2 separate regions of the Gossypium hirsutum genome follow, and region 1 is linked to region 2. Evidence: chromatin contacts called from public Hi-C data. All regions are on one chromosome and are shown on one strand. The core of a region is the stretch at or near the end of the contact, and the rest is flanking DNA. Distances in the headings are between cores, read along the strand shown.

Region 1 (3,503 bases), core at 841-3,340, 44 kb before region 2:
TTATTTGGTTAGGGTTTATTACTATAAATACCACAAACCGACTCAAATTTGAAAATAAATTAAATCTTCCATTGTAATTGTAAAATTGTTTTCTTAACCAATTTTTTCAATAGTTTGTAGGTCAATCAGTTTAGCCTTATTTATGGACTTGAACCTTGGTTGATTCTCGATTTGACTGACTGATCTAGTCCTAAAAACACTAGTTTTGATCAATGAGATGATTTTTTCGATCTTGTCAGTTCAACCAAGCAAGTTGTAAAGTTCAAAAAAAAAATTAATTGGCAACTTCTTAACCTCGGGAGGGTGAATTTTGAGATTGTTCGCATTGTTAGACATTATAAAAGAAGAAGAAATATAAAAGAAAAATAAAGATAGAAAATAATGTAAAAAAATTACTTTTTAAAGTTCATATGATGTAGTTCTCTATTATTAGTTGGATTTTCTCTTTTATTAGCTGGATTTTCTTTAAACAGATATGATATTTCGATGCATAATAGGTAACAAATGAATAATTTAGGTACCATTTGTGACAAAATAAAATGCTTAGGTACCAACTTTTACTCCTCAATAGAGTTTAAACATAGTTTACTTTCATATTAGTAAGAAATTAAGTATATCATTATGTTGTCTGATAAATATTTATTTTTTATTTTAATATTACCAATATAATAATTTATTTTGGATAATTTTGAAAAAAATAAAAAATATTATAACTTGAATGTCTCTGTTATAAATATTAAAAAAACTATTTTAAATATTTTTTAAAAACATAAAATAAAATCAACTTAATTTTCATTATTAAGTGATTAGTAGCTATGGATCTACTTATCTTATTCAACATTTATTTATAGAAAAAGTTATATTTAAACAAAATATTAATATAATTATCAAACCCATCTAAAATATTAAATATTAAAATTTTACTTTTTCAATGATTTAATTAAATTATTATCTCTTTCCATTTTAGATAACTCAGAGGTTTTAAATCATAAGATTGTGGAACCTCTAACATGTGGAATGGAACCATTAAGAAATTGTGATTGAACCAAAACTTGGGCTGCCTCCTTAAAATATTAAGCCTTTGGGGCGAGCATCGTTTGTATTCTAATCTAAACCCTTCAAACTACGAAAATCAACCCTTCAAAGAATATTCATTTAGGTAAGCAAAGCAAACAAACAAAAAAAGAGCAAGGCAGGACAGTGACAATGGGCAAAAAGCAAATGTGATGCGACTCAGGTTTGGTCCCTTGTGAACCAATTATTGTGCTCTTATCATCACCATGTTTGCTGGGGTTAATCCATCTTCTTCCTCTACTTACCTATATACACATCCCTCTTTCTAAATATAATATAATGTATATTTTAAACAAAACGAATGGTATAAGTCGCTAAGCACATACGAGGGGGAACTAATGTCGGATTAATCTGAAAATCGAGCTCCTATTTGTGATTAGGAAACTAAAATACCAAAACCTTTGTATTTCATGCAAGTTTGTTGGCATGATATGAAAGTATTGAATGAGAAATTGAAAATTGATTGGTGTTTAAATAGTTTACAAGTTAGTCTACCATGTTGATGTCTTTTCTAATGATGGGGGAGGTTTGAAGATATAACTCTTGAGGTAGATGAATTGGGTTTTGAGGTTTGAAGTTGTAAGATCATAGTGAATTAGGGATATGAAAACTTATGTTTCAAAACGTTTTCAATGTTTAAGTCAATAAAGGGTGTAATTGAAGTAAGGAAGGAACATAGCCTAAAGCTAATAGCAAGGCTGAGAGCATTGGGAGTGAGAAGAGGGATTTCATCTGAGTATTCATCGAATATGTCCAGTAAGTAGTTGGCTGGTTGAGGATCCTTTTTCTAACAAAGCTATTGATTAAATGGAACTCAAGCTGAGTATTTGAGATCCTATAAACTTAGCTTGATTAGTAGTGTTGCCGACTTTTATGTTATTTTAACCTCCACTATTCATATTCTCCGAAAAATGCTTGTTTGAAGCGAAATGTCGCATATATAGATGATACTATTTTACTGGTATTCAATTTTGTGCTGAACGATAGGCACGTGTAAAACTGGGGATAGTTAGCCTGAATTATGAGCAGCATGAAAAAGCCTGGCGTAGCTTTCATGGAAAGAGTAGTTGGGAGGATTTAATATACATATATTACATTAAATAATAAAGTTGGGTGCCAAAAGTAAATGTAGAAATATTAAATATAGCTGTTATTAAACAGTAGAGCTGAAGAAACCTGGAACTATTACACCAGGGAGGCAGACTGTCCCTTATCTTTCACTCGCATTAAATATACCAATTTAAACTAAAACATTCCTTCCATTATTTATTATTTTCTTCTTTTCTTTAATAAGTTAATTACTATCTTCTCACTCTTATCTTTTATTTATGGGTAAACTACGTCAACTGGCCCTAAACTTTGTTTAAAATTATATTTTGATCACTAAATTTTTAAAAGTTATATAATAGTCACTAACGTTATCAAATTGTTACATTTTTGTCACTCGACTGTTAACTTCCATTTTTTTTAAAGTGTAACAATTTGATAAGTTAGTGGCTATTATGTGTCTTTATATTAAGAGTTAGATTGTATTTTGTTCTTTATATTAGGAGTTAGATTGTATTTTGTCTTTTTAACCTCTGTACATTAAATAAAAAAAACAAGTTGGTCCTTTCATTAAAAATGACATCCATTTCTACCATTAAATGACAACATGATTGATAGAGGAAGTAAACCGTTACACATGTGTATCTTGCTTATGTAGCATTTGGTTGTATCATCAAATATTTAAAAAATGAAAAATCCTAAAATTAAATAAAAATTTTAATAGTTATTTGAAAAAGCACCTAGACAATTGTTTGTTCAAAATCATCATAGATGTGGTTTTTTAAATAATTATTAAACAATATAAAAAATTATTAAAAAATTAAATTTATTAAAAATAATAAAAAGTATTTAAAATAAATAGCCAAAATTAAAATAACTCTCACCAAACTACAAATTCAAAATATTTAAACAATTATTTGCTCCATCATGTTGATATGACATGAGATACACATGTCACACCACGTGTCACTACTTATTTGCTCCATCAATCACATACCCATTTAACGGTAGAAATATATGGAATTTTTAATGGAATGATCGGTTTACTGCTTTATCTAACGTATAAAAATTAATTTACTCCTTTTTTTAGTAGAAACAAAATGTAATCAAACTCCTAATATAGAAGTATCCAGATTTTACTCTAAGGGAGGTGAAATTTTTGAACGACCTTTTTTAACGTAAAAAAGTATCAATTCTTCTTGGATATTTTTTTTCTCATCAAACAAATCAATTTAATGTTTTTTAAAAAGTATGAACAATTTAACTATAAAAAATTAAAAGAAAAAAATCACACTATATAAAATTAAATATTTCTTTCCAATTTGCAAAAAAGAATAACTAATAATATACTAAAAATTTCATAGTATCATTATAATTCCAAA
Region 2 (3,184 bases), core at 95-2,594:
AGGAGATCCAAGATGCCATCCTAATTGAAAAGGAAGGTATGATGGTTAGAGAAGGTAACTCGGATGAAATGTCTAGGAACTCTGCCAATTCTTCGTATAACCCTGGTTCCTTGGATATGATTGGAACTGATAATTACCTGTCATTGGATGAGTCCATTGCACGGCCGGTTGCACGATAGTCCGTTGTTTGTCCATGTACAAAGAGGCAATTCCTTATGTTTTCTCTTCTTAAATTCTTTGTTATGTTGCCAGAATCTTCAATCATGCTCTAGCCTGTAGGAAATTTCTTCTGCAATCCACCCTAAATAGCCAGGGAAGATAAAAAAGAAAAGAAAAGAAAAAAGATGGGAAGATGATACCATGAGCTGGTTATTTTTGAGGTTGTTGCGTAGTATAGTTTTATTGCCTTCCTTGCATGGAATTAATGTTCATTTTATGTGAACGGAAAAGGGAAAAGAAAAGATATGACATGGTTTTCGTCGTGCTTAGATTGCGTGGGACATGCATGATTTGGCTTTCATCATGCATGGTAAATGTAAGATTTAAAGTTTTGGCACCATCAAAAGGATAAACAGATGTTCAACATGGTTATGAAATAAACGTGGTCAAATTCTGAAAGAATTTTTTCTTTTCAAGATATTCATTAGAGCGAGTGTAGTGATTAATTTTTCTTTTTCGTGTTTTGTAGGTTGATTAAGTGATGAGTACCTTGAATTTGTGTTTTTCGACAATTATCTTACATGGATAAAAAAAATACAAAAATTATATTATTTGTTGAATTGTAAAGAAAAACGTTGAGGTGTAATGGAACATTATTATTTTTAAGAAAACATAATCTCTAAAATTATTTAAAATTTCTTCTCAACCAATAAATAAAACATTCAAATTGAAGTTGAGTTAAACATTACTACAGATTAAATTCATCGACCAATAATTAAGGGGAACTGGCGAAATTAATATACTGAGCAGAGGAACTTGAAGATGATGTACCACGCGATCTTAATTTGAAACCACTTGTTCTAAACATTACAATAAGATTGTATTTACATATTTTTTTAAGAAAACTAAATGAGATAAGGTATTTATAGCTTTTAGAGGGGTTGATCGTGTTTTTAATATATATCCGAATAAAAAGAAATGATAGAGCGGTGTAAAGTTTGAAGGAAGAAATAGAGTTTGAGTGTGAAGGAGCAGCGAGGTGTGGATAAAGAAAAAAGGACATAATCCAGTCGACGTAGTACTTCCCTTCTCCATTCAAACCATACCTTTCTTCTTCCTCAACCACATCCTTCTAATACTTGTTTACCTTGTCCCTTCCCACCCCCCCCCCAAATGGACCAGCCATGTCTATGAATATTGCTTCTCCTTCCCCTTGTTCTTCTTCCTCCTCATTTCCCTCCGCTCTCCCCTGGCTCTCTCTCCTTCCTCTACCGCCTTCACCCTCCACCTCCACTACTTCCTCTAAGCCCGCGCGTCCCTTTTCTTTGCGAGCTCAACCCACCGCTACCGATTTATCTCTCCCTAGTGATAAAAAGACCAACGATGATCAGACACTTCTTTCACTCCTCCGCCAAAGGAAAACCGAACAAGCTTGGACCCTTTACTCTCAATCCCCTCACCTCCCCACCCCTACTTGCTTAAGCCGCTTAGTTGCTCAACTCTCTTACCAAGCCACTCCTCAATCTCTCGCACGCGCTCGTACTATCATCACCCGCCTTCGCAATGAACGCCAGCTGCACCGTCTCGACGCCAACTCCCTCGGCCTCCTCGCATCGGCCTCCGCGAAATCCGGCCATACCCTTTATGCCTCTTCGCTCATCAAGTCCATGCTTCGCTCTGGTTACCTGCCCCACGTCAAAGCATGGAGCGCTGTCGTTTCGCGGCTCTCTACCGAGTCACCCTCTGAGTCGATAAGCCTTTTTGACTCCGTGACTCGCCGCGTTAGGCGTTTCGCGGATCCTTCAATTGTTGCTGATTCCAAACCTGACACGGCTGCCTATAATGCTGTGCTTAACGCTTGTGCTAATTTGGGGGACAAAAGTAAGTTTTTGAAACTGTTCGATGAAATGCATGAATGGGGCTGCGAACCTGATGTTTTAACTTATAATGTCATGATAAAGTTGTGTGCTAGAGCTGATAGGAAAGATTTGCTTGTGTTTGTGCTGGAGAGGATTATTGAGAGAGGAATACGTTTTTGTATGACTACTCTGCATTCCCTCGTTGCTGCTTATGTTGGATTTGATGATCTTGAAACGGCTGAGAAAATTGTTCAAGCTATGAGGGAAGGAAGGAATGATCTTTGTAAGATTCTCCGAGATGCAAATTTGGAAGATTTAAAACAAGCCAAGGAAGATGATGACTATGACGACTACGACCTGGAGGATGAAAAGGAGGAAGATATGGAAGATTTGAGTAAAAAAAGATAGATGATGTAGTATTTGAGAAGTTGCTCCCTAATTTGATTGAGCCGAGCAGCGAACCGCTTTTATTGCCGAAAGTGTATGCTCCGAATTCTAGGATTTATACGACACTAATGAAAGGTTATATGAAGGCAGGTAGAGTTACTGACACGGTGAGAACTTTAGAGGCGATGAGGCATCAAGATGATAAGGCTAGTCATCCTGACCATGTTACATACACAACAGTTGTTTCTGCATTTGTTAAGGCTGGATTGATGGATAGAGCGCGAGAAGTGCTAGCTGAAATGACAAGAATTCGTGTGCCTGCGAATCGGATTACTTACAATATTCTTCTCAAGGGTTACTGCCAGCAGTTGCAAATAGACAAGGCAAAGGAGCTGCTAAGGGAGATGGCTGATGATGCAGGGATTAAGCCTGATGTGGTTTCATATAATATATTGATTGATGGGTGCATATTGATCGACGACAGTGCTGGAGCACTTGTGTTCTTCAATAAGATGCGAGAGCAAGGAATCACTCCCACGAAGATCAGTTACACTACATTGATGAAAGCTTTTGCTTTGTCAGGTCAACCAAAGTTAGCTAACAAGGTTTTCGATGAGATGCTTAGAGATCCACGGGTAAAAGTTGATTTGGTTGCTTGGAATATGTTGGTGGAGGGATATTGTAGATTGGGACTGGTTGAAGAAGCAAAGAAAGTCATCCAGAGAATGAAGGAAAACGGGTTTTACCCTAACGTTGCTACTTATGGTAGTCTAGTAAAT

What was found. Hi-C and Micro-C count contacts between places; a contact is called where the count stands out from the background.
Region 1: a Hi-C map of leaf shows a contact between it and region 2, with 2.3 times the contacts expected there. The contact joins the enhancer-like site here to the promoter of LOC107891105 in region 2. A contact is called at or near these places in 10 of 34 Hi-C or Micro-C datasets (anther, cotyledon, fibers and 2 more).

The regions. Positions count from the first base shown.
Region 1 is chrD09:45,449,603-45,453,105 of Gossypium_hirsutum_v2.1, reverse strand. No RefSeq gene overlaps it. Among protein-coding and RNA genes, the nearest start is that of LOC107891084, 7.7 kb to the left of the region's middle. Within about 2 kb of position 2,090, at least 5 of the 9 cell types and tissues checked have an H3K27ac peak or open chromatin away from gene starts, as enhancers often do. A contact at or near this core is called in cotyledon and leaf, where this site is marked.
Region 2 is chrD09:45,405,554-45,408,737 of Gossypium_hirsutum_v2.1, reverse strand. LOC107891105 (pentatricopeptide repeat-containing protein At3g09650, chloroplastic) reads left to right here and starts at 1,344. Exons shown (of 2, transcript XM_016815756.2): 1 at 1,344-2,418; 2 at 2,421-3,184. The coding sequence starts at 1,344. LOC107891103 (probable LRR receptor-like serine/threonine-protein kinase At1g67720) reads left to right here. Exons shown (of 15, transcript XM_016815755.2): 15 at 1-3,184. The coding sequence ends at 179.